Linked DNA regions of Mus musculus: regions 1, 2 and 4 are each linked to region 3. Evidence: chromatin contacts called from public Micro-C and promoter capture Hi-C data. All regions are on one chromosome and are shown on one strand. The core of a region is the stretch at or near the end of the contact, and the rest is flanking DNA. Distances in the headings are between cores, read along the strand shown. Region 1 overlaps Stk4 (serine/threonine kinase 4). Region 2 holds the start of Pltp (phospholipid transfer protein). Region 3 holds the start of Wfdc2 (WAP four-disulfide core domain 2). Region 4 overlaps Stk4 (serine/threonine kinase 4).

Region 1 (3,204 bases), core at 216-2,715, 450 kb after region 3:
AGCCTTATATAACTAATTTCTATTTCTTTTCATTTGTATTTATTTGTTTATTTACTTATTTGAGTCAGGGTCTCACTTTGCAAATCTGGCTGGCCTGGAATTTACTACGTAGACTAGGCTGGCCGCAAACTCAGAGATCCCCCTGCCTCTGTCTTTCAAGAGCTTGGATTAAAGGCATGTAGCTTCATACCTGGCCCATAAATAATTTTAAAATATTATTTACAAATGACTTTTATGGGATATAATACCATATTACAGCATGAGCTGAGCTCTGTAAACTCCTATACACAGGAGAAAAGTATTCCAAACCGCTAAGTGACTCCTCAGACATTCGTGTTCTTTCTCTATCACCCATGTCAGGCAATCCCAGGTCTGCCACTGCAAGGTACTACCACTGCTATGCTGCAGCTTCCTTCTCACAGGGGATTTCACACAAGGAAGACACGACGCACTATTGTTTTGTGTGTTCTACAGAAAATACAAGGTGCTTCTGAGGTTTGCTTTGTTAGTTTTCAAGCTTCACTATTACTGCATACCGAAGTACTACAAGAACTATAATAATAAAACAAGCTTGTAAAACTGTGACACGGGACTTGCTAAGGAGACAAGAAGTCATGCTCTGTGCTTAGTTCCCTCGTCTGGGAAGTCAAGAGGAAGGACAGGCCATGAAACAGCTGCATAGCAACCCTCACCTGATCCTACCCGTGAGCACGGAGCATCAGACCCTCACCTGATCCTACCCGTGAGCACGGAGTATCAGAACCCAGTGTCAATCAGCCTGGAGCCTGCTGAGCAGGCACAGAACACAGTAACTATACAAAACACCCTAGGTTCCCCGGGCAGCTGAGCAGACCAGAAAACCTAGCAAGTTCAAACTACCACATAGCTGTTTGGGAAAAGATTACAGTGGATATGTACCTCACACCCAAAACAAAGAATTTCCAAACTGATAAACAGCAACTGCAAAAACGGAAACTGTAAATTCTAGAGGAAAATGTGAGAATACACTTAAAGCCCAGTTCTGGGGAAGGCTTTCCAATGGTGACAGACATACAGACAGGAAGGGAAGAAGGGAAGGAGGGAGGGACGGATGGACGGACGGATAGATGGAGAGAAGCTACTTCACGTGTGTGAAAGAGCAGCACAGATTTTAAAATTATTAAATAGTATAAGACACATACTTTATAAGCCAAACTAAAAAATAAATTCTGAGAAGTGTTTGCAACAAATACCATAAAATGTTTTAAAGAACTTCATTTTAAAGATTGTAAGAATACTTTGTGAATCTGGGGAACAGTGAGATAAATATTGGTAGCACGCACAAAACTACCCAACGGTTCTTAAAAAGGTAAAGAGAAAGGCTTCCATTCAGTTAGAAGAGAAACTTAAATTAAAGCCATATGCGGTACCTACCATTGCTTAACACTTTAACTGGCAAAACTTCAGTCCCAATCATGCACCCTGGGTAAGGTGGTGGGGCCAGCCACTCCCACTGTGGCTGAATCAACTGTACAGTGTGCAACGGCTGTCAGCGGGACTGGCGGAGTAAGTATGAAACCATGGGCCTGAAGCACAAATGAACAGTCTGTAGTGCGGAGTCTCAACGAGAGCTCTGAACGTGAACTGTGTTTTTAAAAAAGATCCTGCCAAGCAGTTTTGATTCGAGGACACCAAAGCCACAGCACCTTAACACCAATGAGCGTTCCCAGAGCAGATCTAATGTGTGAAAAGAAAACAAACAAACAAACCTCCTCTACTGAAAAAAGGGCAACAGCAAAGTCTAGGACTAAGGAAAAGAACGATGAGTGAGCCTCCATCTCTTTAGGCAGGGGAGTAGAGGCCAATGCACCCCACAGCCTTATCAGAGAGGTTTCCTCTTGCAGTAGATGGTGATTAACCCAGACTGGACAAGCACCTTCCAACAGAACAGGGCTGATGGACAGATGAACTCGCATAGGCTATTACAGCACACACATGGCCTCACGGCTTCAAACCACACAAAACACCAGCACAACGTCTCACCGATAACCTAGATGCCATGGCAACTGATAGTTGCTATGAAAGGGAAAAATCTGTTTCCTTCAGTGGAGTGACACTGGCTCTACCAATTACTCTCTAGGCAGCTTGCTGCTTACACAATATGTAGTTGGCCAACACCAAATGGACTCCATGATTGACTGGTGTGTGTGTGTGTCGTCTGTCTGTGGCATGTCACACCTGCAGGTTTTTAAGAACTTTAACCAATAAACGTGCCAAAGTGGACAGGTGTTCAACTAGAAGGCCTCAACCCTACACAGAGAGCTATAGACGGCAACTCAGGGATCCTAAGAGGGGAGAAACAGTCTCCTCAGGGAAGAGTACAACTGGCTATGCAGTATCAAAGGGTCATCCCTGCGGCACACAGACGAGTGGCATTATATAGGCGGAGCAGGTTGTATATTTAGGAACATATATGTTTAATGGCAATTCATGAGAAAAGAGACCATGAAACTGAAGGGAGCATGGAGGGCTTATGGGAGGGCTTGGAGGGAGGAAAGGAAAAGGAGGAATGTAATAATATTATAATCTTGAAAATAAAAGAACAAAAGAACATTAAGTTGGGGAAGGAGGAAGAATATGCTCAAAATATTATCTATAAAAATTTAAAAAAATAAAAGATTGACAAGAGCTATAGAAAGGATAGCCCTGTGCTGGAGAAGGGCTTAGCTAGCTGGGAGCAAACACTTGGCTCTGCAGCCTCTCTGTGGCCCTAGAGTTGGCGGTCTCCTTGCACAGCAAAGAAACCAGGAGGTCCCCACTAAAGCAATGGCTCCAGCATTCCTGCAGCAGCAGAAAGAACACAGCAGGCGAGACCCTCCCCACCTCAGCCACCAGGCCAGCCAGCCTCCAACCTTCCTCCAAGGCCTCCGCATCTCCCCACCTCAGCAGCAGCAGAGCACCCGTGAGAACCCAGCGTCCACGCTGCTCCCTTGTCCCTCAAGACTCCTTGCAAGGCCTCAGGGGACCCAATTCTCCCACAAGGACAGAAGCAGCCAGATGGGACTTTGCTCAGTAGCCCATGCAAGCCACAACTCCAGCAACATCTGAAGCCAATGCCTGGAGACCCCAAAATAAGCTCCTCCACTGAATGTCTAAGCCTGCTCGTGGCTCCCCCCAGTGTGTGGACACTGGTGTGGGATTCTCTGAGAAGCAACCAACAGGAAT
Region 2 (3,387 bases), core at 746-3,245, 290 kb before region 3:
AGAGACCCACAACCACAGGTGGAGCTTGGCGAGTTCGACAGAAGAGGGGAGGAAGGACTGTAGGAGCCAGAGAAGTCAAGGACACCACAAGAAAACCCATAGAATCAAATCAATCAACCTGTGTTCACTGGGGCTCACAGAGACTAAGCTGATAACATGCATCCTGTGTGGCTCTGACCTAGGTCCTCTGCATATCTGCTGTGGTTATGTAGTTCGGTATTCTTGTGGGACCCCTAACAGTGGGAGCTGGGCTGTCTCTGACTCTTGCCTGCTTTAGGGACCCTTTCCTTCTACTGGTTTGCTTGGTAGAGCAATTCAATTCAAGAGGGAGGCGCCTAGTCTTACTGCAACTTGATATGCCTTGGTGAGGTTGGTTGCTCTCCCTGGGAGGCCTGCCCCTGTCTGAAGGGAAATGGAGGAGTGGATGTGGAGTGGACAGAGGGAAGGTGGGGGAGGAACTGGGAGAAGAGGTAGGAGGGGAATCTGTGGTCAGGGTGTAAAAGCAAGAAAGAAAATAAACATATATAACATATAATATGCAATATATTATACATAATACATAATATATATAATATGTAATGTATTATACATAATACATATAATATTTTATATGTATATGTATCACTAGGGATATGGCAGAGAATCTACACAGCACTTAAACCATCTATGTTTACAATAACCTTACACTAAACCTGGGGGATGTAGCTCACTTGGTAGAGTGCCTAACATGCACAGGTCCTGTATGCAGTATCCCCAGCACCAGACAGACCAGGAGTGATGCTGTACATCTGTAATCCCAGCATTCTGGCGATGGAGGCAGGAGAAGCCAAAGTTCAAGACCACCCTTAGTTGCATAGAGAATTCAGAGCCAGCCTGGGCTACATGAGAACCTTTCTCAACCCTCCCTCCCCTCCAAAACAAAAACAAAACCCCACTCCCTCCCCAAACCTTTAATATATACTATTTTAGATACGATTTAGAAGGAGAAAATCGCCTGAGCTATTTATACAATAAGTGTCCTGAGGCTGACATCCTAGGATGTAAGCGCTGGTCCCTCAGAGAGAAGGCTTCTTGAGCTACCAATCCTACCTCACACTGTTTTGGAACAATCCTTGAATTCTGCATTTACAGTCACAGAATTGTCTCAACCTCAACCTCCAGTTTCCTGCCAGAGAGCCAGCCTCACAGACTATAAGAAGGTAAAACCAGATCTAGAGTGATTAGCCATTCTGGTTCGCTTGGGACTGAGTGGATTCCCGTGGGTAGTTCTGAATCCAGGAAGGTCCTGGACAAAACAAGACTATTGGGTCAGCTGAGCTGGCTGAGTGCTGAGTGTTAAGTATATGCTCAGCAAACATCTTTATCAGTTCCCCCTTTCCATTTCGCCCGCATGGCTACAAAAAGAAAGCAAGCATCTACTGTCTGTTTTCCACTGTGATGCTCGGAACTGTGCGGGGCGGTGCACGGGGTGAGGGGGACTGTGCAAAGCAGCCACCTCCAAGTCCTCACTAAAGAATTCAGAGTTCCTCAGGAAGGCCAAACCTCCCTCTGGGATGATCGCTTTTCCAATAGGGGAAGGTCCCTGGGGCCCTAAAAGCCAATCAAGTAGGTTGGGGTCTCATAACAAAGCCAGCGGGAGACGGTTGTGAGAGAAAAGAAAGGGGAATGACCGTAGGGCATTGGCTTTCGCTGGCCTAGCGTGGAAGCCGAGTGGGAGTTCCCATAAGGAGGCACTCGGTGCTGGGTGAGGAAACTGAGGCTCCGCAGCCAAGTGAAGGAGTTTGTTTAGGAGCGTGCAGGAATTGCTGTGTGATTGGAATTCCACAGCAGTGGTTTGGCAAGCCGCTTTCTTCACTTTTCTCGCTCTTTTAGGAGCGAGTCCCCCACTTGTCCAGACAGCAGCTAGGCTTGTCACAGGCTCCGTACTGCCCTATCCACCCTCCCAACTGCCAGCGTCCCGCCCCGTCCCCTCCCAGCCCCCAAGGAGGAGGGAAGAACCGCGGCGAGGAGGGGGGTCGGAGGCCCAGACTTATAAAGGCTGCTGGACCCGCGCTACCCGCCAGACCCCGCCGCCCGGATCCCCCGCGCTGCCTGTCGCCCCACGTGACCACACTACTAAGTGAGTTGGGGCGCGTCCCCATCGCATCCCCAGACCCTCGTGAGTTGTGTGGCTCACTAAATCCAGGTGGGGAGGAGAGCGGATGAAGGAGGGCTCCGGGATGGGGCACCAGACAGAATGCGTTATAGCGGAGTCTTAGGAGCTAGGGGAGCGGAGGGACTCAGGGGATAGCGCTCAGTCGGGCCATCCCCGCGCGCGGCCTGGGAGACCTCAAGCTACTCAGCAGGAATGCGCTTGTGGTCGTCGCCATACCAACGCACAAGTCAGCACACGCCCTCCTCTGAAGGAAAAGAGAAAGTGTTGGTGGGGGATGGGGGGCTGTTCATCCTCCTGAGATCCAAACTTGTCACGAGGCAGTTGCACGGGGGAACCGAGCCCCAAATCCTTTGGAAGCAGGGCGCAAGTCTTATCGTGCTTCGGAACCTCGGTTTTGCATCAGGCAAAGACAAGATGATTGGTTCCGAGTGCCCCAAACACTTTACGGGCAGTAACGGTCCGGGCCAGCACTCCGTTCTAGTTGCATGACCAAAGAGTGGTTTTGAGCCTCTCAGATGACACCTGCGACTCGACCCCACCCTGCCCCCAGGCTTGGTCGCCATGGTCCTGCTCTGGGCCCTCTTCCTAGCGCTCCTGGCAGGTGCCCACGCCGAGCTCCCGGGCTGCAAGATCCGCGTCACCTCCGCGGCTCTGGATCTGGGTAAGGCGCGCGGCGGGAGCCGTGGACCGGGTGGGGTGCTCTGGCCCCGGGCGCGGGACCTGAGTGTCTCCATGCTATCTCAGTGAAGCAGGAAGGCCTGCGCTTTCTGGAACAAGAGCTGGAGACCATCACCATCCCAGACGTGTACGGCGCAAAGGGCCACTTTTACTACAATATCTCGGAGTAAGTAAGGCTCGGGGGGCCGGGGTCTCAAAGGTGGTGGGATGACCTGGGACACCGCCCCAGACTGGGCGGGTCTGGGCGTGGCCAATTAAATGAGGTGGGATCCATAATAACGAGTAAGGCTACTAGGTAAAAAGACTGGAGGTAGGCGGGTCCAAGAAAGGGGAATACGAACCAGCAGAATTGTAGCTTGGACCAAAGAACACCGCGATGATACACTGGAAGAATTTACCTGTGGGTGAGAGTGGAGTCTATCCAGAGGGTGGCGCCAAAAAGAGGGAAGCCCAGGATAGGAGAGATAGAGGTGAGGCGATGTGGGGTGAGTTAAAGTGATGGAGGCAAAGTCAAAGGACCAGGTGGAAAGCTCAGTCTGGCGCACGCCTGCCAA
Region 3 (3,010 bases), core at 340-2,839:
ACCAGAAATTACAAACTTTGGTTTCTGTTCCCCCACCCCACCTCCTAGCCTCAGCTTTTCCCTCTTGGAAATAAGATGCTTAGATTCCACACCTCGGACACCTAAGCCTTCCCTGGTCACAGCTGGTGGCTTCGTGGAGACTTGACCTCCCGGTGGTTTAGTAGTGTGGTCAAGGCCCGCTGATTGAGTAGTAGTCCCAGTCTCTGAGAGTTTAGTATCTGTCCCTGAGAGCTCTCCTTCGCTCGGTCCTAAAGGTTGTGGAAATAAAGATACAAGAGGAAAATCCAGTGTCAAAGAAAGAAACGGAACCTCTGCCAGCCACAGGATGGCGGTGTAACTTTGTGCGAGAACATTTATTTTGGCGGCTCACTTCCACAACCTTAGGATGTGGCAAAAGATTTCTCCCTCCCTCAGGTACAAATCTTGAGTCTTGCTAGGCCAGACCGTTGAGGGCCCTGCGGGAAGAACCCCAAGGGGCAACAGGTCCCTAAGGCTCGGGTCCCGGCACTGACGCCACCCAGGGTTTGCCCTCCAACTCCAGCCTAGGAAGCCACTGCTCTCAGGTCCCGGAACAAAGTCTCGCTGTGCGTGCCCGGAAGCCCTTCATGCACCAGAGAATCGAATCCAGCCAGGAATGGGGGGGAGGGGGGCTCCTTCCCCTGGGCCGCGCCTCTGTGACGCCTTTGTCCCTCGCATTTACCCCAGGCCAGACAAGGGAGGCACGTGTGGATCGGGTTTCCACCGCTTTTCGGGCTCCCTGGATCTGGGATGCCCTTCTTCGCCAAACCCAAACCCGGGCCGCTCCCACCTCTCACAACCCCGCCCTGTCCCCGCCAGGTCACCCCGGGGCTACCATTAGGCTTGGAGCAGACAGAGCTGCAGCCCGCCTGGCAGCACTTGCGGTTGTCCGCACAGTCCTTGTCCAAAGTGCACTCCAACACACAGTCCGTAATTGGTTCAAGCTGGGGGCACTCGCCGGGTTTCTCTGCATCGGTGCCTTGGGATGGGTGGGTGGGAGCAGAGACTTGTCAGGGAGAACCGAGCCCAGTCCCACCCGCATATCCTCTCCCTGCTCCGAGATCCCCAAATTTCAACCCCAAGGATTTCGGATTCTTTGGCCCAGGGGCCCCCATAATATCATCCCAGAGAGCCTCACCCCCGAGCCAGGGGTCTCTGACACTAGAGAACTCCCCAATGCTTGGCTTCAAAGTCCCCAGTCCTCTGGGACTTGAGCCTCTGCTTGGAAGCTTCCGCCATCCCGGGAGTTTCCCGCTCCTCTTCATCAGGTCTCTGCTTTCAGAGCTGAGAGAGCCCCCGCCCTTCCAACTTTAAGCCTTCATTGATTCCCCCTCCCCCCTTCCCAGTACATTCCCCGGACCCTAAGCTTCAAGGATAACTAGCTGTAGGCCCCAGAGTTGCAAAAATTAAATATTCACTGGCCTCTCACCTTAGTCCCAGAACCCCGGCTTCTGAGACTCCGGCACTCTGGGCTGCACTCACCTGTGGCTGAGATGGGGGTGAACAGTAGCAACCCTAGTAGGAGGCCAGCGGCCAGCAAGCAGAGGCGACAGGCAGGCATGGTGCAGGTGTGACCTGCAGCCAGGATGGGGGGGATTTAAGCACTCGCGCGGGGAGGGGGGCGGGGCCGAGTGAGGGGTACAGGAGGCGGGTAGGAAGCACAGCGGGCAGCGCGGGCGCCCTGCCACCTCACGCCATTTCACAATCCCCCTGGATCAGGTGTCATTCTTGGCTCTGGTGGGAACCAGGAACCGAGACAGCTTCCAAGCCGGCTGCAGCCGGACACTTGTCCACCCCTCCCTCTCTTCCTACCTTTCTAAGGCCTGAGGGCAAGGCAGGGCAGTGAGAGCTGAAAGCTCCCTGGGATCAGTTTTAAAGAGTCTGTTGACTCCCCAGGAGTCCAAGATTAAGGAGAAAACGGCAAGGCTGCAGTGATGGAGCCAAAAGGAGGCAAAAGATGCTGGGGATTAAATGGCTGAGATTGGGGCCAGATGAACCACAGCATGCAGAGCCCTGTTCAAGGATTAGTAGAGGCTGGTGTAGTGGAGGCTACAGAAATAAGACTTATTAACAAAGGAAGCCAGCTGACAAGGAACACATCCAGGAAGGAGCAACACCCGTGCAATTTCCAGCTCTCTCGGGCATTTCTTTTGCCTTTTCTTACCCCAGTCCATTGGGGCAGGATAGAGTGTTTCACTACTATGACTAGAGAGTGATGCACAGGCTGGACCACTTCAGAGGCTTGTCCCCAACCGAAGTTCCAGGCTAAAGTTTTTGGATCTCCATTTCTTCCTCCAGGCTCTGTTTCCTCCAGATGCCTACCAAATGACACATAACAGAGAGAGTGTTATGGTGGTGACTATGCAACGCTGGCACTTCAGGATATCCTTCCCTTTATTATCAGGTAAAACTTAGCAGCGCAAACCGGGTGTCTTAGCATTTTACTGCTGTGAACAGACACCATGACTAAGGCAACTCTCATAAGGACAACATTTAATTGGGGCTGGCTTACAGGTTCAGAGGTTCAATCCATTATCATCAGGGTGGGAGCATGGCAGCATCCAGGTAGGCATGGTGCAGGAGGAACTGAGAGTTCTACATCTTCATCTGAAGGCTGCTAAGAGAAGACTAACTTCCAGAAAGCTAGGGAGAAAGGCCACCCCCACAGTGATACACTTCCTCCAACAAGGCTACCCCTCCAAATAGTACCACTCCCTGGGACAAGCATATTCAAACCACCACACTGGGCATGTGCAGGAATAGACTTTTCTCTAAGAACCTCCCTGTTTGGATTTGTATAGGCTTCCATAATAAATTCCTCACCCTTTCTAACCTTCCTTTGTTGCTTGATAGTAGACTCCTTGTGGAGTCTACTATCGTGTGCTCCTGGCCTCACATGATGTCAACCACCATATCCGGTTACCGTAATCAAAAGGGGGCTGTCCGGTGCTGGTCCTGGAGTGACAGGGACCAGGTTCCACCTCCTCCACTT
Region 4 (3,253 bases), core at 574-3,073, 420 kb after region 3:
CGGTTTAATTGGACCTAAATGATTCTATTCATATACCTTAGAAACGGCACATTCACAGACAAAAGCCAGGTCATGGGAAACTTCAGGGTGACTTAATTATGGTTATTTATAAAACTGTACATATCAGTCAAAGCTCATCAACCTTGTACATAATGGAAGCAAATTTTATATTATGTAAATTAAAACTCAATAAACCTGACTTTACAAGACAAATACCTACATATCAAAAATTGCCAGTTGTAAGGTAATGTAAGGGCATTTACAGCCTTACATGTGTGTACTAAAAAGGAAAGAGCGACTCTATGGTTGTCTATATTATTTCTGCAGTTGCCAGGCCTGAGTGGAGAGCCTTGTACAGGCTCGGTGAAGGTTCTACCATGGAGCTGAAAGCCCAGAACTAATGCCAATGCATTAAAGACTTAAGACAAAACCAACATTTCACAGGGGCAAAACCCAATTCACCCAGAATGAAACAAGAATACGGACTGGAAGTCTGAGAACACTGACAGAGCTGATGAGCTAGACTTTATAATGTCCTCAAACGAGAGTTACTGACACGGCCAGGACAGACAGACAGACAGGGCATCACACAGCAAGGTGTTTTCTCTGCACGCTGGAAACGTTAACCCCTAACTGCCAGTACTGGCAATATGACTAAGGATTGACCATGAAAGAAGTCAAGAGCCACCATGGGCCCCAGCTCTTGCCACGGTGCTAATGCTGTGATTCTCAGCAAATCAAGCAAAATGACCAGAGCAGACCTACATACATACAAGACCAAGGCACACAAAAGAGAAAGCATCTAAACTGCAAGTAGGAACCAGCATTACTTGATGAGGAGGCAAGATTCAAGGATCTAGCTATATGGTAATTCTTTTAAGACGAGGTCTTACTAGGTAGCCAAGGCCAGCCTCCAACTTTCAGGACCCCTCCCCTTCTTCAGTCTCCCAAAGTGCTAGGATCATAGCTGGGCAGCCAGCTGCTGTACAGTATAACAGGAGCCACCTTAACATCCATCGGCTGTCAACATGGCTGGCATGTAGCACACTTCTGCACACATGTTCCTTTCATTCGATCATCACTTACAGCTAACGTGTAATGTGACTATAGATAGGGAATCTGAGGTGTCAGGAGTCACATAATTAATCCTCGTTTTCAAGGTTACAATCAGCAAGCATCAGCGAAGACTAAAACCAGATCTGCTTCTGGTTAAGTCTGCAGTTTCAATGAAATCAGAACCCAGAGTCTCTTGGGACGGACTTAACTCTCACCACCTCAGGAGAACCAACAACAGGCTTGTTCTGAGCAGCATTGGAATATAGGAGTACGCGTGAGCTTCCAGCCTCGGTTGGACTATAAGAGTATGCGTGAGCTGCCAGCCTTGGTTGCCACAGGGAGACAGCAAAGTGGCCTTCAGAGGGCCTTGTAGGACCCACCCTGCAGACTTGTCTGCAGTTCTTAGGATCTATTTCGGAGCTAGTCTGGACTCAGATATCTAGCTGACTAAGTGTTTGAGATTAAAACTATCCTTTAACATCAGAGAATGAAAGGAGCCAGGCAGTCTTGGATCAGGCAGTCTCAGACCCCAGCAGAGCAAATGAAAACAGCCTCAAGCTGGAGCAATGTTGTTTTGTGCTTTCTGTTTAGTGTATGTTTTGTTTTATTTTTGTTGTGTGTTTCAAGTGACCCTTGGGGACACAAACCACAGCATTTAAGTTTTGTTTTCAATGCCACCTCAGTAACTGCTATAAGCTGAGCTCAGATCTGATACTGCAATCACAGCAGAAGCAGGCGGCTGTGGGTTCTGAGACAAAGACGCCATTCACTGGCCGTGCAGATTCTCAGTGTATCTGCACAGCAGCTTTCCCTGGCGAGCCTGACGCGTGTCTTTCGGATTGCTATTTCTGGCCACGTTTCTGAAAGTAAGGAGCACAAGATCTCACTAGATTCCACGGTACAAGTGAGCCCAGTCTCAGCGTACTTTAAAACTGGCTCTACAGAAAACAGACAAGAAGTTGAAACAAAACAGTGTGTCCTGTGAGGACACATTTAGAAGAGTCTTCCCACCTCCTAGTGAGGACACAGTGGCATGTGGCATTTACCCAGGCCAGCTCCTGGGCATTCACTTGGCACCACCAGGCCAGAGACCTAAATACAACTCAGTCTCCTTCACCTTTCTTCTAGCCCAGGAGTGTAAGGAGAAGAAACCTCTCCAAAAAGATTGAAACCTAAATAAACACCAGACGACCAGAGAGCTGGCGGGAAGGATACCCTGGCTACTTCACATACTTAGCTGAGGGAGGAGGTGTCCTACAAATGAAAGTACAAAGACTCAACCCGAGGCAGCTCTCTGGTAGTCAAGGATTCCTGGCTTGATAAATTGGAATAATCTCAACTAACCCAAAAGGCCAAATACACTGACTGATTAGGTCAACTAAATTATACACTGCAATGGCTATTATATGACCATAAGCAAGTATTTTAAGCCAGGAATGGTGGTAGCTACCTATAACAACAACAATAAAAGGGAAGTTGAGGCAGGAAGACCATGAATTTTGAAGTATAGCCTAGGCTATACTGCTAAACTTTATCTCAAAAAATATTTTTAAAAAGGCCTGACTACGGGGCTGGCAGAGGCTCAGCAGTACTGTTCTTCCAGAGGAGCTGAGCTCAGCTCCAAGCACCCACAGCAGGTGGCCCCCATGTGTCAGGAACTCCAGTTCCAGGGAGACCCAATCAACATCACTGGCCTCCGCTGGTACCTGTACTCACGCTCACACATCCACGTACATAACTAAAACCAGTAATTTACTAAAGATGGTTCTGCAAAGATTTTTAAATATACAATGAAACAGGCTATGTTAGATGACAAAATTAAAACTATAGGCAGAAAGATTTCAGCTGTGTAAGACTGAAACTTACATATAAGCATAGAAAACTGGACGGAAGCACATCAAAATAAAGAAATTGTTGCTTGAGAGTGATAAATAGCAAGACATCTTTAAGTTTTTCTAGAATCTCTAAACTTTCTGAAATGCGCATAAAGCATTCTTTCTACAGCTGGAGTAGAGGCTGTATAATCCCCAAGAAGACCAAAGCAACACCGGAAACCAAGAAAGAAAATAACATTTATTAAATGCTTAATATAGGCAGGGGCACCTATATATTTTATACACATTTCATCACGTTGTACTCACCAACTCCTTCAGAAAAGTGTAATATGGGGTGGGGGTTGGTGTGGGGGTGAGGGTGG

The links. Promoter capture Hi-C pulls out the DNA fragments that hold promoters and counts their contacts. Hi-C and Micro-C count contacts between places; a contact is called where the count stands out from the background.
Region 1: a contact with region 3 is called in a promoter capture Hi-C map of cranial neural crest. The contact joins the enhancer-like site here to the promoter of Wfdc2 in region 3. A contact is called at or near these places in 9 of 39 promoter capture datasets (the 3T3-L1 cell line, 3T3-L1-derived adipocytes, the C10 cell line and 6 more), 1 of 15 datasets of contacts at CTCF or cohesin (the NIH/3T3 cell line), 4 of 484 Hi-C or Micro-C datasets (cortical neurons, palatal mesenchyme and uterus), 1 of 115 datasets of contacts at active chromatin or transcription factors (embryonic forebrain) and 1 of 9 other capture datasets (embryonic stem cells).
Region 2: a Micro-C map of embryonic stem cells shows a contact between it and region 3, with 2.3 times the contacts expected there. The contact joins the promoter of Pltp here to the promoter of Wfdc2 in region 3. A contact is called at or near these places in 1 of 484 Hi-C or Micro-C datasets (embryonic stem cells) and 1 of 115 datasets of contacts at active chromatin or transcription factors (pancreatic cancer cells).
Region 4: a promoter capture Hi-C map of cranial neural crest shows a contact between it and region 3. The contact joins the enhancer-like site here to the promoter of Wfdc2 in region 3. A contact is called at or near these places in 6 of 39 promoter capture datasets (the 3T3-L1 cell line, the HPC-7 cell line, the SN4741 cell line and 3 more), 1 of 484 Hi-C or Micro-C datasets (cortical neurons) and 1 of 115 datasets of contacts at active chromatin or transcription factors (pancreatic cancer cells).

What each region holds. Positions count from the first base shown.
Region 1 is chr2:164,114,017-164,117,220 of GRCm38.p6, reverse strand. The region is part of intron 9 of Stk4 (serine/threonine kinase 4); the gene reads right to left. Among named protein-coding and RNA genes, the nearest start is that of Stk4, 41 kb to the right of the region's middle. Within about 2 kb of position 1,465, at least 16 of the 459 cell types and tissues checked have an H3K27ac peak or open chromatin away from gene starts, as enhancers often do.
Region 2 is chr2:164,856,316-164,859,702 of GRCm38.p6, reverse strand. Pltp (phospholipid transfer protein) reads left to right here and starts at 1,995. Exons shown (of 16, transcript NM_011125.2): 1 at 1,995-2,119; 2 at 2,706-2,816; 3 at 2,900-2,999. The coding sequence starts at 2,717.
Region 3 is chr2:164,561,295-164,564,304 of GRCm38.p6, reverse strand. Wfdc2 (WAP four-disulfide core domain 2) reads right to left here and starts at 1,589. Exons shown (of 5, transcript NM_026323.2): 1 at 1,501-1,589; 2 at 854-997; 3 at 93-248. The coding sequence starts at 1,579.
Region 4 is chr2:164,140,866-164,144,118 of GRCm38.p6, reverse strand. All of the region lies in intron 10 of Stk4 (serine/threonine kinase 4), which reads right to left. Among named protein-coding and RNA genes, the nearest start is that of Kcns1, 29 kb to the left of the region's middle. Within about 2 kb of position 1,823, at least 64 of the 459 cell types and tissues checked have an H3K27ac peak or open chromatin away from gene starts, as enhancers often do. A contact at or near this core is called in cortical neurons, where this site is marked.